Linked DNA regions of Mus musculus: regions 2, 3 and 4 are each linked to region 1. A link is a contact called in public Hi-C and HiChIP or PLAC-seq data. All regions are on one chromosome and are shown on one strand. The core of a region is the stretch at or near the end of the contact, and the rest is flanking DNA. Distances in the headings are between cores, read along the strand shown.

Region 1 (4,741 bases), core at 733-3,232:
TATGTCAAAGACAATGAGCTCAGACCTATAGCTATAAAAGCAATCTTGACAAAGATCCAATATGAACCCCCCCTTTTCAGGGAAGGTGCACTCTGTGGAGAACAGAGTGGTGGAACCCATTTTTAGGACACCATTTCAGAAGCTCAAAAATTATGCTTTAGCATATTTCAAATTATATAAACCGAAGAAAGAAAAGAAAAGAGATAAAAGGCAGGAGACACTGTAAAAACTTTTGAAATATGGCAAAGAAATGTTGCTTTCTCTATGGCTGGGTCTCAAGCAGTCAGCACAGGATATAAAAAGCTTTGCATTACTGCCAGTATTAAACCAGTCTCCAAACTGTATGTGCAGAGACAAAAAGATGCATTTTCTGCAGCAAATGGGGGTAAAGGAATGTACAGTCCCTTCATTGCTGCATGCACTTGGGAGTCTGAAGCTCAGGCCTTGGCTTCTTACAGAAATTCTTAGTGAACAGTATATACAAAGGCAGAAAGAGCCACACTTGCCTTATCACGCCATGGGGGATGTCATAGTCTGTCTTGAAACAATACAGGCCAAAGGTTCAGAGGGAGTGGGGAGTCTGACCCCAAGCAGTTTCCTCTCCTTGTCATTTCAACAGTCACATGAACTCCAGAGAAGGGGTTTTCTTGTCTAATTATTTCTAACTTTAACATTCAGGGAGTTGGTCTTGCTGGAGATTAGGATGCACTAAATATATCCAGAGGACCCTTGCTCCAAACTAAGTCCAGGAGACGCAGACTTTCTCCTTTATATGGGACAGCAGAGGACGATGCCAGGTCGGGCAGCAGAGGGAAGGAAGGTCAGTCGTCTCAGAGTAAAATCCCAGCAAGCATTTTAGTGTCACTTCCACGGAGGCAGCAGCCTCAGAGACCTTATCATATCGTCACTGATGACAGAACTTGGCCTGAACACAAACCATTCACTGAGCCCAAGTCAGAGCCAGTGGCCCCAGAAACCCAGAGCTATAAATAACCCCCCAGCACTGATATTTAGTGCTTATCACTAATAAGCAGGAGACCGCATCCCCCCAATGCAAAGAGGACTTCCAAAGGATGTAGCTTACTGAGCTTTTAGGATTAGAAAAAAAGTCCAAAAATATCCCTCCAAAGAAGTAACTGCGTTGATCAACATTCTGGCCTATCTCTGTGATTCTTGCACACTTTGATTTCTTAAGGATGATACATGAAAAGCAAATACTCCCTGCTTGGAAATTCATGAGCTCCTGCTCTTGCTTCCAGAGGCAGTCAATGTGACCCCACATGTAAACTCATAACGGGATGATGAATCTAGAGAGCCGTGTGTCCCTCCCAGGACCTGCTCCCCCACACACGCAGCAGGCGCCTGGACCTGCCGAGCCCACAGCTCACCGGCTACCCTAACAATTACAGACTGTCTGCTTTCCACCCAGAGGCCCAACTGCCCCAACACAGAGACCACCAGCCGAGGAGTCCTCCACAAACAGGTTTCTGCTCTCTCCTGTCATTCACTTCTCTGAACTGCAAGCATTAGAGAGAAGTTGTTCTTGTTTTAGACGTAAATTCAATTCCAGAAGCTATGATTAAGAATAAATTTTGCCTTCATAACTCATCTTCCGTGGGGACAGAGGCCAGCTGCTTAGGATATGGGCTGAGAACTCAAATACTTCTCAGAATTCGAGATGACTTTTTTGTTGTCCTCAGAAAGCCTTTAACACCTCTATGTGTGTGTATTTCTGGGCGTCCTGTGCATTCTATACCAAGCACTACCTACAAACCCCTTTTGCTGTTAAGATTCTTAGCAAGCAGGTAACTTCGTTGGCATCTCATTGTTCATCTAAGGGAGGGGAAAGGGGCCTCAAGATCTCTGGCAATCTGATTTGTTATGATTCATTCTCTTTATTTAGCCAGTCCTTAATATTCCAGTGAGTAATTTCCAAAGCTCTGGGGGAGATTGTTGAGTCACGCTGGAATGAAATGCAATTATGAGATTGGAGAATAATGGCTTCTTCATGGATAAGAGTGGACTGAGCCGTGTGGAGGAGGGATGGGAGGAGGTGTGGGATGAGAAACCCGTCATCACATTCATAGAGATGGCTCATCTTCCGACAACAGGCAAGGTTAGGCAAATCATTGTCACATGACGCATGGCCAGCTGCAATCAGAAATATGCTTCTTCTTTCTTTCTTCTTCTTCTTCTTCTTCTTCTTCTTCTTCTTCTTCTTCTTCTTCTTCTTCTTCTTCTTCTTCTTCTTCTCCTTCTCCTTCTCCTTCTCCTTCTCCTTCTCCTTCTCCTTCTCCTTCTCCTTCTCCTTCTCCTTCTCCTTCTCCTTCTCCTCCTTCTCCTCCTCCTCCTTCTCCTTCTCTTCTCCTTCTCCTTTCCTTCTCCTCCTCCCCCTCCTCTTCCTCCTCCTCCACCTCCTCCTCCTTATTATTATTATTATTATTATTATTAGATATTTTCTTTATTTACATTTCAAATGTTATCTACTTTTCTAGTTTCCCCTCCGAAAAGCCTTCCCCCCTCTCCCTGCTCCCCAACCCACCCACTCTGGCTTCCTGGCCCTGGCATTCCCCTATACTGGGGCATAGAACCTTCACAGACCTAGGACCTCTCCTCCCATTGATGACCGACTAGGCCATTCTCTGTTACATATGCAGCTAGGGCCATGAGTCCCACCATGTGTTTTTTTTTTTTTGGTGGTTTAGTCCCAGGAGCTCTGGGGTTACTGGTTAGTTCATATTGTTGTTCCTCCTATGGGGCTGCAAACCCCTTCAGCTCCTTGGGTATTGTACTGGCTAGTTTTGTGTCAATTTGACACAGCTGGAGTTATCACAGAGAAAGGAGCTTTGTTGAGGAAATGCCTCCATGAGATCCAACTGTAAGGCATTTTCTCAATTAGTGATCAAGGGGGAAAGGCCCCTTGTGGGTGGGACCATCTCTGGGCTGGTAATCTTGGTTCTATAAGAGAGCAGGCTGAGCAAGCCAGGGGAGCAAGCCAGTAAGGAACATCCCTCCATGGCCTCTGCATCAGCTCCTGCTTCCTGCCCTGCTTGAGTTCCAGTCCTGACTTCCTTGGTGATGAACAGCACTATGGAAGTGTAAGCTGAATAAACCCTTTCCTCCCCAACTTGCTTCTTGGTCATGATGTTTGTGCAGGAATAGAAACCCTGACTAAAACAGGTACTTTCTCTAGCTCCTTCATTGGGGACCCTGTGCTCAGTCCAAAGGATGGATGTGAGCATCCACTTCTGTATTTGTCAGGCACTGGCAGAGCCTGTCAGGAGACAGCTTTATCAGGCTCCTGTCAGCAAGCTCTTGTTGGCATCCGCAATAGTGTCTGGGTTTGGTGGTTGTTTATGGGATAGATCCCCAGGTGGAGCAGCCTCTGGATGGTCATGCCTTCAGTCTCTGCTCCGAACTTTGTCTCTGTAACTCCTTCCATGGGTGTTGATTGATCACTTACAGGTGTACGTCTGACTGTATGAACTTCAAGTAAGGGTCTGTACCCTAGCATACTTTCCCGAGCCTGCTACGTCTATGTTTTACCTCCATTTTTTTCTAGGTTACATTACTATATTAAGGGTTTTGCTAGTTAAAGGTATAACTTTTTTAAATGTGCATTAAATGTTCCTTTCTTGACTCCTCTGTGGTTGTCATTAGCGACCCATTTCTTGTCAGTAAGACAAGGAAGAATCCAGAGCTATGAACCTCTGGTCTCTCCCCAGTCCAACTAGCCAGCTGATCAATATCTACCACACAGATAGCAATTGCCAAAGACTAGGGCTACTGAAGTCTTTTCTGCTAATACTCAAGAATTGGTCTTGGACTGAGCTAACACAGGTTGTGGGTGGCAGACAGACAAGAAATTAACAAGGGAGGAGAAAGGAGAGGATGTAAAAGCTAGGAACCAATAGAGCCCAAAGCCATCGCTAGCTCTTCAAAAGGGCAGTTGGAATTTCTCAGCATTTGTACATGAGAAAATTTACCAAAGAAAACTCAAGAAGTTCAATCTTGATATCCCCGCAAAGCCTGCCTCACACTATGCAACCAAAGCGTTGCATTCTCTTCTGCAAGCTCATTCTGGGCCCCTTCGGTGGTGCCAGGCATCGTGGAATATATTCAGAGTTCAGGAGGGACTAATTGATCTTGGGGCCTTCAGGAACCAGCCAACCAGGAATCAGACGGCAAATCAATAGTTTGAATCTGTGGGAAGCGGCGAGAGCTGGAGGGGGCTCCTAGCTGCACAGCCGTTGTACATCTCCCTCACTCAAGTGCGATGGGACCAATGAGAGAGGAAAGGCAAGGTGGGAGACCAGAAAGGGAAAAGAGACCCGGAACAATGTGTGCTGGGATCACAGTGCCTCTCCCCTTCTGGAGCGGAGCCCATGGCAGCAGTGAGGCTGTCAGAAATCCTGAGCTGTGGAATCTGAGGTTCTAATCCCACCTGTGCCCCATACCTTCTGTGTAGCCCTGAAGCTGCCATGGGACTTCTGTAAACTTCAACATTTTCCACACTGTATTCAGAGGATATGGGCAATGGGGCATTAGATGTACTTTTATTAGTAAAAAGTGTACTTTTAAGAGAATGAGGGTAAGGCGAGTAATGGACTGCTCAAGGCATATGCCATACTGCTGAACAATTTATTGCTTCTTTGAAGAATCAGAGTTGACTAGACTTGACAATGAAAATGGACCAGACTATGTTTTGTGTTCTGAGTTAACCTCTAAAAAATAATAACTA
Region 2 (4,741 bases), core at 1,171-3,670, 480 kb before region 1:
CCCAAGGTCTGCAGAAACACTGGCTGAAACACACTGGTAAATTATGCTCGTAAGCAAAATGCAACCAGATGTCAAGCTGGGATTTCTAGTAGTATATTTTGATGGCAAAGAAAATAAGAAACTATTATAATAAATAAACAGTATGTAACTGACACTTGGTTGACTGACAATATATAGCTGAAAGGGTTCTAAACTCCCCAGGGACTGTGAACGTAGTTCACTGTTTGGGGATGGGGCTTGTGGGGGAGGGGTGACTTGCATGCTTGAGGCCCAGCACTGTAAAACAAAATACCCTTAATAGCACCAAATAAATTAGTTAAGATAGGCATAAGCTCATAAGCCTAAACCTATAGTTCCAATACACAAGAAACTGAGGCAGGAGGATCATTTCAGCCCAGGCATTCAAGACAGCTTGGTCAATGTAGCTAGAGAAAAAAAAAAAAAAAAAAAAAAAAAACAGCAAACTTTGGCTAGTTAGTTAGAAGGAAGTAAAGAATTTAAGGACTAAATAAAAGGGTGCTTCCCTTGGAAAAGTATCTTTTGACTACAGGGGAGACCTTAGTAGTGCGGGAGGACCAAGAAGCTGGGCTGACTTGCAGACTCTACTGGGGAAAGACCTCTCAACTGACACTGGCTGCAGGAGTTAGCGTTACTCAGATTTAGTGCGTATCGTTTGCATTTGGCCATAGATTTGGGGATCTCTAAGCCAGGATGTGAGAGAGCTCCTGCTGGCGCTTGCAGACTGCTGGTTTGCAGACCTGCCTTTCCAGCTTGACCCTTCAGTGCTAGGAGGCCGTCCAGCCCAGCCTGTAATTCATTACGTTCTGTTGCCTTTTCGGCACACACAGACGCGGCCTGAATGAAGGGAAGGGTGAATGAATGGAAGGAAGCAGCTGGATAGGACCGCCCCGGGCACTAAATAGGACGGCACAACTGGGGCTACAGGAGCCTCCTATTGCTTAAGAGACACTCCCCATAAGGATGTCAATGATCAGTCTTCCAACAACCACTCATTTCTGAGTCCCCACTCATGTATAAATTTGCAGAGCCACAGACCTCCAGTGTGGCCATTGCAATGAACTGAGTTTATCTGTGAAACAGAGAAAGGTCTATTCATTTACAGCCCTATGACATTACTAACATTATGAATGAAAGGAATTTAAACAAATGTATACAGCAAATGTACATAGCAGCAGAACCCTCCCCGCACGCCCCCCCCCCCAATCATAGTTTGGGCTATAAAACAGGCTATCCCTTATTCTTTTGGTAAGGGCACGTGTGCTAGGCAAAATTGAGGCAACTTGAAATAGAGGGTTTGAGATGTTGGGAGTCCATCATTTCTGTCAAAGGTCACTCTGGTCCTTTCCTGTTTACCCCAAAGATAGAGATAGTGGCAGAATGGATTTGAGGAGCCAAAGCTGCTTCTAACAATTGAAGACGAAAATGCAGCAGCCCTTGAGACGGAGGGAAGGTGTGGCAAAGTTGAACCCTTCAAAGATAAGAGCGAGAGAGCTACTTAATTAGCCCAGACTAAATTGCTTCTTATTAACTGCACTCGGGCCAGCTGTCTTTGAAACTGCCTTGTAATCCTGGGCATGGCTTTGATTGAGAAATCTCAGTTCCCATCTTAAACCCATTTGAAGGCATCTCGGCCCAACCCCCTTCTTCCAATGCAACTCCTCTGAGCCCCCCCTTTCCATCAACATCTCCCCTACCCACCCCCCAACAAATATGAATCTCAGCAGGGCCAGCGCTCACCTTGACCACTGACACCAGAAGCTCTGCTTTCACGAAGGGCTCAGTAACAAAACCCGAGGCTTACCCTAGGCAAGCCTCCAAAAGCATTTGAGAGAAGCAGCGTAGAAAACAAAAGCAACAACCACAACCTGGGCTTACCCGTTTCTTAAAAAATTGGAACGCTGAGCATTTCTTGACCGGGAATCCATTCATGTCTTTGTTTACCATCTTCCACAGAAGGGACTTCACAGTTATAGATCCAGGGTGGCACCGGCTTGGTTTACTGCATCTGTATCCCGATCCGCCTTCCTGGAGACGGTGAATGAAGACCGAACGGGATGGAGAGGCTAACGGGGCTCAGTTTTTCACTCGCTCATCCTGCTGCGGCAGCGACTGCAGTAACTCGCCCCACTTTCAGAGGCCACTGGCAATGGCTTTTCTCTTTCCATCATTGCTTTGAAACGTAAGCATCACCACAACAGGACCCCGGGGCCGGATGGCGGGATACAGCAAATCTATCCAGAGATGCTCTGGCGGGCGCTCAGGCGAGAGCAGGGTACCGTCCCCGCCCCCAGCTACCGAGCTGCTCCCGGGCTGAGCGGGGAGCGAGCGACTCGCTCTGCTCCAGGTGATGCGCTGCTGGAGGCTGCTGGAGGAGAGCTGTTTTTGATTGTGTAGGTTCCAGTGGGAGCTGTAGTTAAGCAGCTGGGGGAAGGAGTAAGAAAGAGCTGAAGCCGGAGGGAGGGAAGGAGGAAGGGAGAGAGCCTCCTCAGAAAGGTAAATGGAAAGAGAAAGCAAGGCAGGAAGGAGCAAGGATGCATGCATGCATATGTGAGTAAGATCAGAGGATGGTCAGGAGACACAGAAAACACAGAACAACGGATTCCCTTGGGAGGGTTCTTTGAATTGGTTTTTCTTTGCAACAATGTGGTAACCAGAGTAAAATGCAGACCCAATAATGTAATTCTCAATGAAGTTCTTCAGATTCCGGTTCTGATACCAAGCCCCGGAGGCAGGGGGTGGGGGGCATCAAACGTGTTCCTGCCCTATGAAACCTTGAAAAATAAAATAATGTGCCTACACATGTGTAGCAGTGAATGGTCTCTTACTCTGTAGGGTCCTCGGATGCCCTTCCTTCCGCTGTGACATTAGAAGGAACAACTGGGGAGGTAAGCCCACCCTTTTCAACAGAGAAGCCGGCAGTAAGAGAAAATCAATGAACAGAAACAAAGTGTGCAAAACCAATAGGCAGAACCTTGCCCAGACCTTCACCAAAAATTCGTGCTGAATCCATTCAATGCTAAGGGAGTCACAGGAAGCAAGGACGAGTCTTTTTACATGCCCCAACTTATCCTGAACCTCTGCAAAGTGAATTCATTTAACAAAAACATTTAATTATGCGTAGCTCGTTTCCACTTGTGCTCTTTGATGCTGATATTTTATGAGTTTTGTTTTGTTTTTTAAATAGGATTTATAGCAAAAAGGTTTGGGGTCCCTGTTAGCATGTGGTTTTGATCAGCTACTTCACCTCCGGCTGTACTTTGGTCTATGAGATAGACATACACGATCACTCACTCACTCACTCATTCATTCACTCATTCATTAATTCAGCCACTCAATCACTTGTTTGACATCTCATTCTATTCAAATATAGCATTCAAATCCAAAACCAGTAAGCGTTCACTGGTAGGAAATACACTAGAACTATCCTTAAAAATAATTGTTGATTGAGTGCTTGCATGAAACCATGAGTTTAATCCTCAGGACCACAAAACAAGCAAACAAACAAAAGAAAAAACAAAACAGCGACAGACACTGTGGCAACATGGGATTAGAACCCCTGCAGTTGGGAGGTTAAAGGTAGGAGGATCAGAAATGCAAGCTTATCCTCAGAGTTTGAGGCCAGACTAGAATTCATGGGATCCTAGCCAGAAACAACACCCAAACAGAACAATAACAACAACAAAACCCACATTGTTACACCATTTATATGGGAAACGTGGATTAACTGGGGAAGAGGTGCCTGAGTTCCTTTAGAGTATGAGTTTCTATGAGGTGAGATATGGATGAAGTTGTACAAGACACAAGGATACATTATGTAATCTACAGCTTCAGTAGGCCGTGATTTTCCTAAAGGGGCCATCTAAAATCACCAGAGAGAACTCAAAGAGAATTATTCTAAGATGAAAGAAATGTTCCCCATCGGGATTATGGTAATGACTACAGTAAGAACCAAACTTCATCATGAAACGAAAAAGAATTTGTTTTGCACAGTAAAATTATACCTCAGTAAGTTTCATTAGAAAACAGTGAAAGCCATTCAATCTCTTTCCTGTTCCTTTCTTCACTGTTCCTCACAAAGTGTTATAACAGCCATTTATTGAATGTGGGTGATAAATATATATATTTTAAATAACCCAGGGAAGCGGGTGATTCTGGGGCCCTCAGTTGGATTTCCTGTTGTTCTACCACACAGACTTGCTTTGGCAGATTCTCCATTGACCTAAGGTGAAGAGAAATGTCTCATGGAGTCTATAAGGGAAGGAGACGAAGACAAAACTAAAGACTAATTCATTCTTCCTGTCCCCCAAAGGCCACCTCCAGATGCTGACGCCATAGCTAGCCTATGCTAGACTTTACACAAGGTCATGAGCGCAATGGTGCATACTTTGTATCACAGGAGCAATGTACATATCATGGTTTGAATGAGAATGGCTTTCAGAGGCTCATAGAACTGCATGCTTATCCCCCGGTTGGTGAACTGTTTGGAAAGGACTAGGAGGTGTGGCCTTGTGTCACTGAGGGGTGGCCTTTGAGATTGCAAAAACCCATTCCAGGCCTGCTCCCCCATCCCCCGACCCCCCACAGCTTTCAAGTCATGTCAGTTTATAAAGCTCTCAGTTACTTCTTCAGTACCTGACACTCTCCCTGCCATGATGATCACCCCTCAGAAACCATGAGCAAGCCCCCCAATTAAACATTATCTTTTATAGTATTTGCCTTG
Region 3 (4,741 bases), core at 1,237-3,736, 430 kb before region 1:
AAGCAATTCTTTTTTGTCAGCTCCCCAAGTGCCTGGGCTACAAGCATGTACCACCAGGCCTAGCAGTTTGAATGCTTTCTAACATCAAAGAATTGCCCATCTTTCTGGATAAGATTAGCGATTTAGTTTCTTCAAAGATATCACAATCATTGCAACACATTCCAGAGTGCAAACTGTGGTTGCTAGGGACTACATAGATAAGGGTTAAAAAGTGGGCTGATGACAATTGTCATTTTCTTTTCTATTTTTGTCATTTAGAGAGAAAAAGCAGTTTGGCAGATGTTTGGGCCTATGTCTGAAGTATATGAGCAACATTCTAGAAAGGAATTCGTCAGACAGAGACTGATACCAACCCTGCTTGATTGACTTCTGCGTGGATCTGTTATCCCAAGATTATACCAGTTCTTGTTCTAGCACAACCATTGTGGCACCCTGCAGATGGAGGCAGGAAGATCACAGATGACACGTTCCAAGTCAGCGTAGGTTACATAGTAAGTCCGAGGGCCACCCCACTCAGTTCCATTCTTTAGAGGTGACAACAAAAAGCCCCTCATTCCACCCTGACCACAAGGGAGAGATCTCAGTTTGATGGCTAATTTTCCAACCCCCAACACCCCAGGGGAAACTGCCTTCAAAAGGAAATCTTGCTTAAAACCTGACACTTGCTCCACCTAGCTTTAGAGACATGGTAAAGTTCATGGAGAAAGGTCAGGATCTCTAACTGTACGGTTTTATTTGTAGCATTAATGTCACATGAGCATGCGCTATACAAGGCTGAAGGTGGTGGTGGTGGGGGGGATCCCTGAGACTAAATATACCGTACATAAACAGGTTGGGAAGAAAGTCAACGTTACCTGGGTGAGCTTGTTTTGCACAATAGCAAAGTCTCGGGACCTTCTCATTTCCACATTTAGGAGAGGTGAATGTCCGGTGTGCTGGTGCAGCTAAACCGTTCCTCCTCGCATCAGGTTCCCACCTTTAAGCAGATGTTCTGGAGATTTGCTCTCTCACGGCGTCTAGAGGAGCTTTTCCTCTTTTTTTTTTTTTTTCTAGAAGAGTCTAGAAAAGTGCTTCCAAGAGAGTAGACACGCTAATGACATAATTCATTTATGTACGTACATACATCATAGCATTCTTTTATATTGACTGACACAAATCTGTATAAGATCATCTCCAAACAATAACTACATTACAAAAAAAAAAAAAAATGAGGGATTTCTGTTGTTTGTTCGATACTGAAGCGAAGTTCAGCCATGAGTCTCGGCTTTTGCCATGGAGGCAGAGTCCAGCTCTGGCCGCTTAGGCCCCTGTTCTCAGCACCCCTGTAACTTGGGGTTGATACCTTCATGCTGGAGCCACAATGCCTTAGGCGTTCCCTCTCCCAGTTACACGGATTTGTTGAAGACAGGGACTGTCTAACAATTCACGGCTCTGGTAAGTGATCCAAGGGCCACATCAAAGAGGCAGACTCAAGACTTTATGTGTGGGGTGAGGGACAGAGCTTTCCCTTGGTCCTTTCCAGGGCAGTGACAGTGGACTTTCCTCCTCAGACACAGGAAACATGAGCTTCCCCTCTGAGAGATAAACACAATTGGTCTAATTGAGGCTAACCTGGGATGTACAGTAGGAGGCCAGCCTTGGCTATACAGTGAGACTTCACACACACACACACACACACACACACACACACACACACACTTAAATATTCTTTTCTTTTTTAAAAGCAGGCCATGATACGACACACGGACATACTGCCAGCTCTGGGGGAAGGCAAAGGTGGGAGAATCCTTGCCAATTCCAGACCAGGCTGATCTGTGTAACAAGTCCCAGGACAGCCAGGACCACATAAAAACCATGTCTTCCTCACGCATAGCACCCAAACAGCACTGAGGAATCTGCCTCCTTGTTTAGAACCTTCAGTGTATCCAAGGGTACTTGGTATGAGGGCCAAAGGCTTCACCTGCCAATGAGACCCCAAGTGAGGCTGCTCTTGGCCTTTCTCTGCCTGTGGAGCCCTCTCCCTCTCGTGAGATCCATCTCTATTCATACCAGCTCTTCTTTGGCTCCTTGCCGCCACAGGGCCTTTACCCCGCTGTTGCTCCTGTCTGAATCACTACAGCCTTGGTGCCAGTCCTTCTGCTGGGGTTGGCTGCAGATGTCTTTTGTTTGGCTACGGAAGAATGATTTAGTTTGAATTGAAATGCCTTAAGGCCAGTAGATTCCTTCCGGCTGGCCTTGGGCTGTCAAATCTCTTACAGTCTTGCAGGTTAGATGAACAGGCTTGTGTCGCCCACCTGATCCCTTGAAGGAATTTGGATTACAATTCCTAGACTAATTAATTCCTACTAATGAATGGGTGGTCTGCAAAGATGCCACTTCCCGGAGGAAGGCCTCCTTTCATCCTCCCCCCAACCCCTCCTCCCGCTCCGCGCTTTCCTTTTATGTACAGCTGCAATCACTCAGAACTCACTGAGTCACCAGTGGTTGGAAGCTGCAAGCCCAGCCCAAAGGAAAGAAGCAAAAGGGCAGCAGCTATTGTTTGCTGTCCTCTGTGATCTGGTGCTCTGCACACAGAAGGCGCTCAATGGTTGCACTGGTGGATGATAGAGGGACAGCATTCCAACACTTAACTCTGTAAAGCACTGTGAAAGTCCTAAATGAGGATTATGGGAAATGTTTTTCTAGGCTTGGTAGAGTCTGGCCCTCCTCCCTTCCAGCAGACACTAGGTGATGCAGTCAAGCTTACAAAGTCGCTGCTTTTGAACTTGCTGAATAGAGTCCCATAGGACAGAAGGAACAGGGGCGGACAGGGCCCTGAGCTCCCCATTCTTGTCCAACACAGAGCAGCTCTGCCCCCAGCCCTCCTTGAAGCACGGCCTTACTTTCTACCCTAGGCGGAATCTTCTCTCTTTCATAATCGGCTTTTGTACAACATTATCTGAACAAAGCTTCCTCAGGCTGAAGCATGCCTGCCGTATTGATCGCCAGTCCCTGGTTTTGCACTTAGCTCTGCATGTGTGATCAATAAATGTTTGTTGGAGAATCCCTATGTATTGTAGCCTACTTGTAAGGGAACATATTTTCAAAGATGTGCTCTCCGCAGCCCAGGATGGCCTCCAAATTGCCATGTAGCATAGGCTGCCCTGAGCTTCTGACCCTCCTTTCCTGCCTCCCTCATTATAGGTGTATTATAGGATTCTAGGTGTGAGCCACCGGCCTGGATCCCACTTAGTTTTTATAATTAGGTTAGAAAAAATATAGATTAGGCCTATTTGCCTTATGTACTGAAATACCTCATTGTATCTTACCAGCTTTTTATAGTGTGTGATGCATATTCTTACCCTCTGAAGATTATGCACTTGTTTAGTTATTATTTTTTCCTTAGCTATGCTACTTTCTGTTCATTAACAAACCTCCTTTAGAAAAGAAGCAAAGGCAATAAGAATATGAGAGAGCTACTTCGATTTGCTTAATTTTCCATCTTATGTATTATTTATTCAACCACAAACTATGTTTTTAAAATCTCTCATGTCTCCCAAATATCAGGCACTATGTTACTTTTATTGTATTGAATTTATTAATGATTTATCATACACATAGCATTATGGATGGGATTAGGAATTGTACCTTGAGTTCAGGACTTTTTTTTTTTTTTGGAACAGCACACTTTAATTTTTGGAGTAATTTTGAAAAACTTATAGTTATTTAAATTTAAACCTTTTTAAGTTGCCATATTATCATAAAAATCAAAATATTAAGGAGTTGCAAAGGATCTAAATTCCACCATTTGTGACTGGGGAGCAAAGGAGTGCTCCCCAGTGGTGGTTAAAATGGAACATTTTCCCTAACAACCCCACCTAATGAACATTTATTAATATCCCTATTTGATTAAAATGTAATGAAGTTTTTCTCTTTAAAAAAAAAAAAAAACAGAGTCCAGAGGGATGCCGACATCCTGCCTCTTGCCACCATTTGCAAGTAGCTGAGTCACTTAAGGAACTTGTTCTGCCTCAGAGCATGGGTTGGGTTCGGCCTCAAGGGGTTTCCTGGAGAAGTTGGGAAAGTTAGAGGGGAAGACGGCTGGGGAACTCCACATGTTAAGCCTGAGAATCTCAAGGAGACAAAGCCAGATCCACAACTGCCCAGTTAATCAAGCTCTAGTTTGGGGTGCACCTAGGAGTGGCCAGCCAGCTGACTTACCCTGGGTTGGAATTTGAGGGAGCAGCACCTCCTGGTCTCTCGAAGCCCCTCCAACAAGGGACATAAAGTGTTCCCAGGAGCAAGAGAGTGGGTCTTATACACTGTTAGAAAGACACACTAAAAGCGAAGGACTGGGGAAGGATCATATCAGCTGCAAGCAGTTTACATCAGCTCTAAGAAACAGGAACTAATTCTTAATTACAAATAGAAACCTTACCTTGCAAGGACTTAATCCTGGACAAAAAAGGAAAAAAAAAAAAAAAAAAGAACTTTAACTAGGATTTAATACAACAAACAGGAACTGCTTTCAACTACAAATAGAAACTTTAACTTGCAAGGACTTAACACAGGGCAAACAGAAACTTAGTCTTAACTGTCTTAGACGCAAACAGAACCCTTAACTTGCAAGGTTCCTGTTTTGTCTTGCAAGTGCTGATCTGTTACAACCTCTTATTCTCCAGGAGAAACAATAGACCCGGGGAGGCCAGCACCTGCTGAGTCCAGCTTCAGGGTACAAAGTTCCAACGTCTTCCTGGAGCTG
Region 4 (4,741 bases), core at 1,273-3,772, 400 kb before region 1:
TCTGACCTCAGCATTTAACTCTAACACTTGAATGTGCATTTTAATTCACACATCTGTCTCCACCATAACAGCTGGAGGGAAGGCTGACTCCTGTATACATGAACTGTCTCTATGACATTTTGTTTGGTTTGACAATGAACAACTAGAATTCAGTGACATAAATTTTATTTGTATATAACATTGTCTAGTTATGTTTCTTATTTGCATTGAGGGTCCAAAGGGGATAACAATGTTTGAAGATATATGAACAATATCACATATTATATCCCTACCAGCCAATTTGGGAGACTTGAGCTTACACTCGAGATACTAAGCATTTATTACTCTATATGAATAAGTCATATGGAATATTGAGAGAAGAAGAAGAAGAAGAAGAAGAAGAAGAAGAAGAAGAAGAAGAAGAAGAAGAAGAAGAAGAAGAAGAAGAAGAAGAAGGAGGAGGAGGAGGAGGAGGAGGAGGAGGAGGAGGAGGAGGAGGAGGAGGGGGGAGGGGGAGGAGGAGGGGAGGGGGAGGAGGAGGGGAGGGGGAGGAGGAGGGGAGGGGGAGGGGGAGGGGGAGAGGGAGAAGGAGAAGGAGAAGGAGAAGGAGAAGAAGAAGAAGAGGAGGAGGAGGAAGAAGAAAGGGCTTTAGTTATTCAGCAATTCAGCAATTTCCAGTGTTCTAGGCCTGCTCATTTTAAGCTGAAGAAAGTCACCCTTTGGGGACTAATTTACATTGATAACATGTTGTAACTTAATGGGCCCTCTGCAAAGCTGAGTCTGTGAATGGGATCAATAGTGCATATTCTTTATGCAGGCTTTTTAATGCATTTAAACACATCTGAGTATTAGTCTTAATAAGCTTTGCAAGCTTTGACTATTATTGCTTCTTAGAGAGCTAATAAGAAATACAGATCTGCACACTGTATTTCCATTAAGCAAGCAAATTCACATTATAAGTCATTTGGAAACTAATTATTTAGGAAAAAGAAAGCCATGCTACTGGCTGGGAAAAGTTACCACCATATTCCTAGGATATAAAATTATCCATTTCCCCCAGGAATATCATCCCCAAAACAATGTCAAAGTTTATTTGTTTTTGTTTTTGTTTTCCCAGCTCGAAGCAAGTCTTCATGAAAACCTCCAATTTGCAGAGACCAGCCTTTCTCCTTGAGTTTGCCGCCTCCAAATTGGGTAGACTCAGGAGGCTGATCTGTGTGTTCTAACTACTGGGTGGCCACTGTTGAAGTGACACTGTCTCCCATGCAGGGGACCTTCCACATCTTTTCCCCCACCCATTTTTTCCCAAGTAACATTTTCTAGTTCCCAAATAAGAAAGGAGTCCACACATGTGTCTAAACCCTCTACTTTTCTGGAAGCATAAACCTTATTCTGATGGGAATTAGGGGAGGGAAAAATGTGCTTTGGCTCTAACCATGTGGAATCACTTCATGTATAGAGACATCCTTCTTCCTTTCAGGTTGGCTAGGCCAAAGTCCATTACTGAGGGGACCAGAGATGGAATAGATTTTGTTGGAAGGGAATATTATTTCATCTCAATGGGAGGTAGAGACATTCAATAGCCCCCAATACTTTCTGGTTTGACATAAATATCTCTGTCCTGTGTTGAGAGAAACCCTAGTCTAGAACAATTATGAGGTGTCTCCCATAGTAAGGGGAATGGTGGGCATGCATATAAGGGAGGAATTTGATTGATTCTTCCTTGACTCTAACTACCACATTGTATTTTCACTATATTTTTGAACATTAAATGCCTCTTAGGTTTTTGCCAAGAATTTTTTTTTTTAAGATTTATTTATTTATTATATGTAAGTACACTGTAGTTGTCTTCAGACACTCCAGAAGAGGGCGTCAGATCTTGTTACAGATGGTTGTGAGCCACCATGTGGTTGCTGGGATTTGAACTTCGGACCTTTGAAAGAGCAGTCGGGTGCTCTTACCCACTGAGCCATCTCACCAGCCCCGCCAAGAATTTTTAAAACATCAAAATCCAATCTACATAATAGCCAATTAACTCAGGGGTCCATAATTGAGGTTCTGATCTTTAAGTACACATGGACTGGAAACTTATATACCAAGTATTGGCCCAAAACTCAAACATTATGCATGAATACAACCTATCTAAAAGATCTTGAGCCATAGTGACTTTTCCTTGCAGGTAATGAGCCCTCACTTGGATTTATTCTGCACTTGGACTTGAATGGGTAATGACTCATCCTCTGGGGTCTGATTCCATTTCAAGAGAACATTGGGCAAAGGGTCAGGGACAATTGGTCTTTGTTTAAATTGGCCCCAGTAAAGATGTCTCACTTCCAATCTGCTGGGAGTTAGCATTTCCCTTTCTTCTTCGCTTCAGCAGATGAGCAGAGAGGGTCGGAAGTAAAATTTAGTAATGGAATTGACTCAGGACTTAAGAATCTTCAGAAAACAAATAGAATATACGACACTTGAGATAGTAGATCTACGCCAGAAGCTGTGGGCGTGTTTTTTTAACTAGAGTGACTTAATGTGTAGCCAGGGGACACTGCATGTCAGTAAGAATCCTGCTGAGTCACAGCCAAATTGGAGGTATATGTATTTCTATGACTAAGCTTAACCCAAATGTTTCCCCAAGAAATAAACTTCATATAATGACTCAAGGCTCCAAAGCAATAACCATGCAAATGGTTTTACTAAAACATGTTTCTTCTTCCTAGTTTTACTGTACTGAGGGAGGGTTGAAATTACTACATTTAAATGAAACTCCTAGTATAATATCTTACATGTGATAGAGTCTGCGGGTCGATAGTCATCGATTAAAGGCATAGATTAGTGATACCTAGCTGGGGGTGCCATTTCTACTTGAAGGTGAAACAATCCATCAAATTTATTGTATGTTGAATTGCCCTTTGTTTTTAAATTTGTTTTGCTTTTTAAAACAGGGTCTTGTGTAGCCCAAGCAGGCTTGGTGATGCTATTAGCTAGGAATGAACTTCAACTTCTGGACTAACCACCTGCATCCTATGCCCCCAAGTGCTGGTATGTGCCACCAAACCTGACCATAATAGATAATAGATAGATAAATGATAGATAGATAGATAGATAGATGCATACATACATACATACATACATGCATACATACATACACATAGGCAGATGATAAATTCATTGACTTATTGGTTAATTGATTTTTTTTTAAGAGAGGAAGAGTGGTTTATTTCCTCTTACAATTTGAGGGTATGTCCCATCAGAAGACATGGTGACATAAGCAGTGGTCACATTGGGTCCTCTGTCAGGAAGCAGAGAGGGGGATGGGCACTCCACAGTGGCTTTTATAAGGAGCTTTAAAGCTGAGTATGGAAGTATTTCAAGGTGATTATGGAGTTAGAACAGAAGCAGCCGCTGAGTAAAATTGTTTTATCTGAAATATTTCCTGTGGAGAAAGAATCACTGTAGGTTTGTTTAGAATTTGGTTGCCAGAAACATTCATCCATTGTCAGAACACAGACTACCTGCCTGCTAGTCTCTAGTGGGGCCCATGGGAGCTGTTTTCTTCTACTTCTAGGTAATGCTCTGGGGAAGGTGTCTTTCCTTACGTACATTCAGCTCAATTCCAGGACTCTTGTTGAAGGATGGTCTACGGAGGGAGGAGGGCACTGTAGAAGCCCTGGATTCCTTAGATGGTTGGAATACTGAGGAGAGTCACAGTTATCCAGCGAGAGACTGAATCCACCACACTGAATATATACAGTGTAATAGAAACTGCATCATAGGTTTTGAAATAAGAATCCTTATTGTTAGGCCAGGCTGGTGCTGCATATCTTTAAATCCAGCACTTGAGAGGCCGAGGCAGGCAGATCTCTGAGTTTGAGGCCAGTCTGGTCTACAGAGTGAGTTCCAGGAGAGCCAGGGCTGCACAGTGAGATCCAGTCCCAAAACAAAACAACAACACCCTCCCCCAAAACAAAAACCAAAACCAAAACCAAACCCCAAACCCTCCAACACTGGAGATTGCTGTTAAGTGTGGTTTCTTATTTGTGAAACAACGATGATAACCCTGTTCTGTAGAGGAACGGGATAATATATATGTGACTATTTTCAGTAGACTTCTGTAAGTGACAACTATTGGCATCATTGCATAGACATATGTCCAACCTGGGTATGTTTACAAATTACCCCCATGACTTTATAGAGTCACACATTGTTTATTGCGTATCTACAGTGAGCCAGAAATATGTTTGCTTTCATATATGGGGTCCTGGCTGGACACATGTCAATTATGCACCTGTTTTATGGCCTTTATATTCCAGGAGAGAAGGGAGACACTAAACCAAAATCCTTCGGCATAACATTCCAAAAATGGGGGAAACCTTTGGGGATGCAGCAACGGGAGCCCTACCTGTTTCTTTCATTGTGAGTCTGTCCTCACTGTTTTTCTCCTTGTGGGCTGCAGGGAAATGCTACAGAGATGTATGACTGCCCGTGTTCACAGGAACAATTATTTTTAATTTTATGGCATGAAGAACACCTAAGTCTGAAATAATGGCAATGCCTATCTTCCCAACACTCCAGGAGCAGAGGCAGGAGGATTGCCTTATATTTGAGGACTGCCTGAGCTACATAGCAAGAGTTCCAAGTCAGCCTGGGTTACAAATCAAAACAAAACACCGTTGTTCCCCCACCAAAAAGAAAAAAAAAACAAACTTAACATGAGCCATTCAATATTTCAATCAGCATTATCTTGATAATAGAGTATCCACTC

What was found. A called contact is a pair of places that touch in the nucleus more often than the background predicts. HiChIP or PLAC-seq counts read pairs in DNA pulled down with a chosen protein or histone mark.
Region 2: an H3K27ac HiChIP or PLAC-seq map of the NIH/3T3 cell line shows a contact between it and region 1, with 6 times the contacts expected there. The contact joins the promoter of Sgk1 here to the enhancer-like site in region 1. A contact is called at or near these places in 16 of 39 promoter capture datasets (3T3-L1-derived adipocytes, the HPC-7 cell line, HPC-7-derived erythroid cells and 9 more), 3 of 115 datasets of contacts at active chromatin or transcription factors (the NIH/3T3 cell line, embryonic forebrain and forebrain) and 1 of 9 other capture datasets (adipose tissue).
Region 3: a Hi-C map of tail fibroblasts shows a contact between it and region 1, with 4 times the contacts expected there. The contact joins two enhancer-like sites. A contact is called at or near these places in 14 of 39 promoter capture datasets (the 3T3-L1 cell line, the C10 cell line, the HPC-7 cell line and 9 more), 1 of 15 datasets of contacts at CTCF or cohesin (the NIH/3T3 cell line), 3 of 484 Hi-C or Micro-C datasets (the G1E-ER4 cell line, embryonic fibroblasts and tail fibroblasts), 8 of 115 datasets of contacts at active chromatin or transcription factors (the NIH/3T3 cell line, embryonic stem cells, extraembryonic endoderm stem cells and 2 more) and 1 of 9 other capture datasets (embryonic stem cells).
Region 4: a Hi-C map of adipose-derived mesenchymal stem cells shows a contact between it and region 1, with 2.6 times the contacts expected there. The contact joins two enhancer-like sites. A contact is called at or near these places in 14 of 39 promoter capture datasets (the 3T3-L1 cell line, the C10 cell line, the HPC-7 cell line and 7 more), 1 of 15 datasets of contacts at CTCF or cohesin (the NIH/3T3 cell line), 6 of 484 Hi-C or Micro-C datasets (the HPC-7 cell line, the NIH/3T3 cell line, adipose-derived mesenchymal stem cells and 2 more), 2 of 115 datasets of contacts at active chromatin or transcription factors (the NIH/3T3 cell line and embryonic fibroblasts) and 1 of 9 other capture datasets (embryonic stem cells).

The regions. Positions count from the first base shown.
Region 1 is chr10:21,396,467-21,401,207 of GRCm38.p6, reverse strand. Aldh8a1 (aldehyde dehydrogenase 8 family, member A1) reads right to left here. Exons shown (of 7, transcript NM_178713.4): 7 at 4,630-4,741. Among named protein-coding and RNA genes, the nearest start is that of Aldh8a1, 22 kb to the right of the region's middle. Within about 2 kb of position 1,982, at least 50 of the 459 cell types and tissues checked have an H3K27ac peak or open chromatin away from gene starts, as enhancers often do. A contact at or near this core is called in the NIH/3T3 cell line, adipose-derived mesenchymal stem cells, embryonic fibroblasts and 1 more, where this site is marked.
Region 2 is chr10:21,879,863-21,884,603 of GRCm38.p6, reverse strand. Sgk1 (serum/glucocorticoid regulated kinase 1) reads right to left here and starts at 2,420. Exons shown (of 14, transcript NM_001161845.2): 1 at 1,897-2,420. The coding sequence starts at 1,965. Gm46215 (a long non-coding RNA gene) reads left to right here and starts at 2,326. Exons shown (of 3, transcript XR_001779732.1): 1 at 2,326-2,411; 2 at 2,854-2,906.
Region 3 is chr10:21,826,951-21,831,691 of GRCm38.p6, reverse strand. No RefSeq gene overlaps it. Among named protein-coding and RNA genes, the nearest start is that of Platr6, 29 kb to the left of the region's middle. Within about 2 kb of position 2,486, at least 70 of the 459 cell types and tissues checked have an H3K27ac peak or open chromatin away from gene starts, as enhancers often do. A contact at or near this core is called in the NIH/3T3 cell line, embryonic fibroblasts and tail fibroblasts, where this site is marked.
Region 4 is chr10:21,799,417-21,804,157 of GRCm38.p6, reverse strand. No RefSeq gene overlaps it. Among named protein-coding and RNA genes, the nearest start is that of Platr6, 56 kb to the left of the region's middle. Within about 2 kb of position 2,522, at least 49 of the 459 cell types and tissues checked have an H3K27ac peak or open chromatin away from gene starts, as enhancers often do. A contact at or near this core is called in the NIH/3T3 cell line and adipose-derived mesenchymal stem cells, where this site is marked.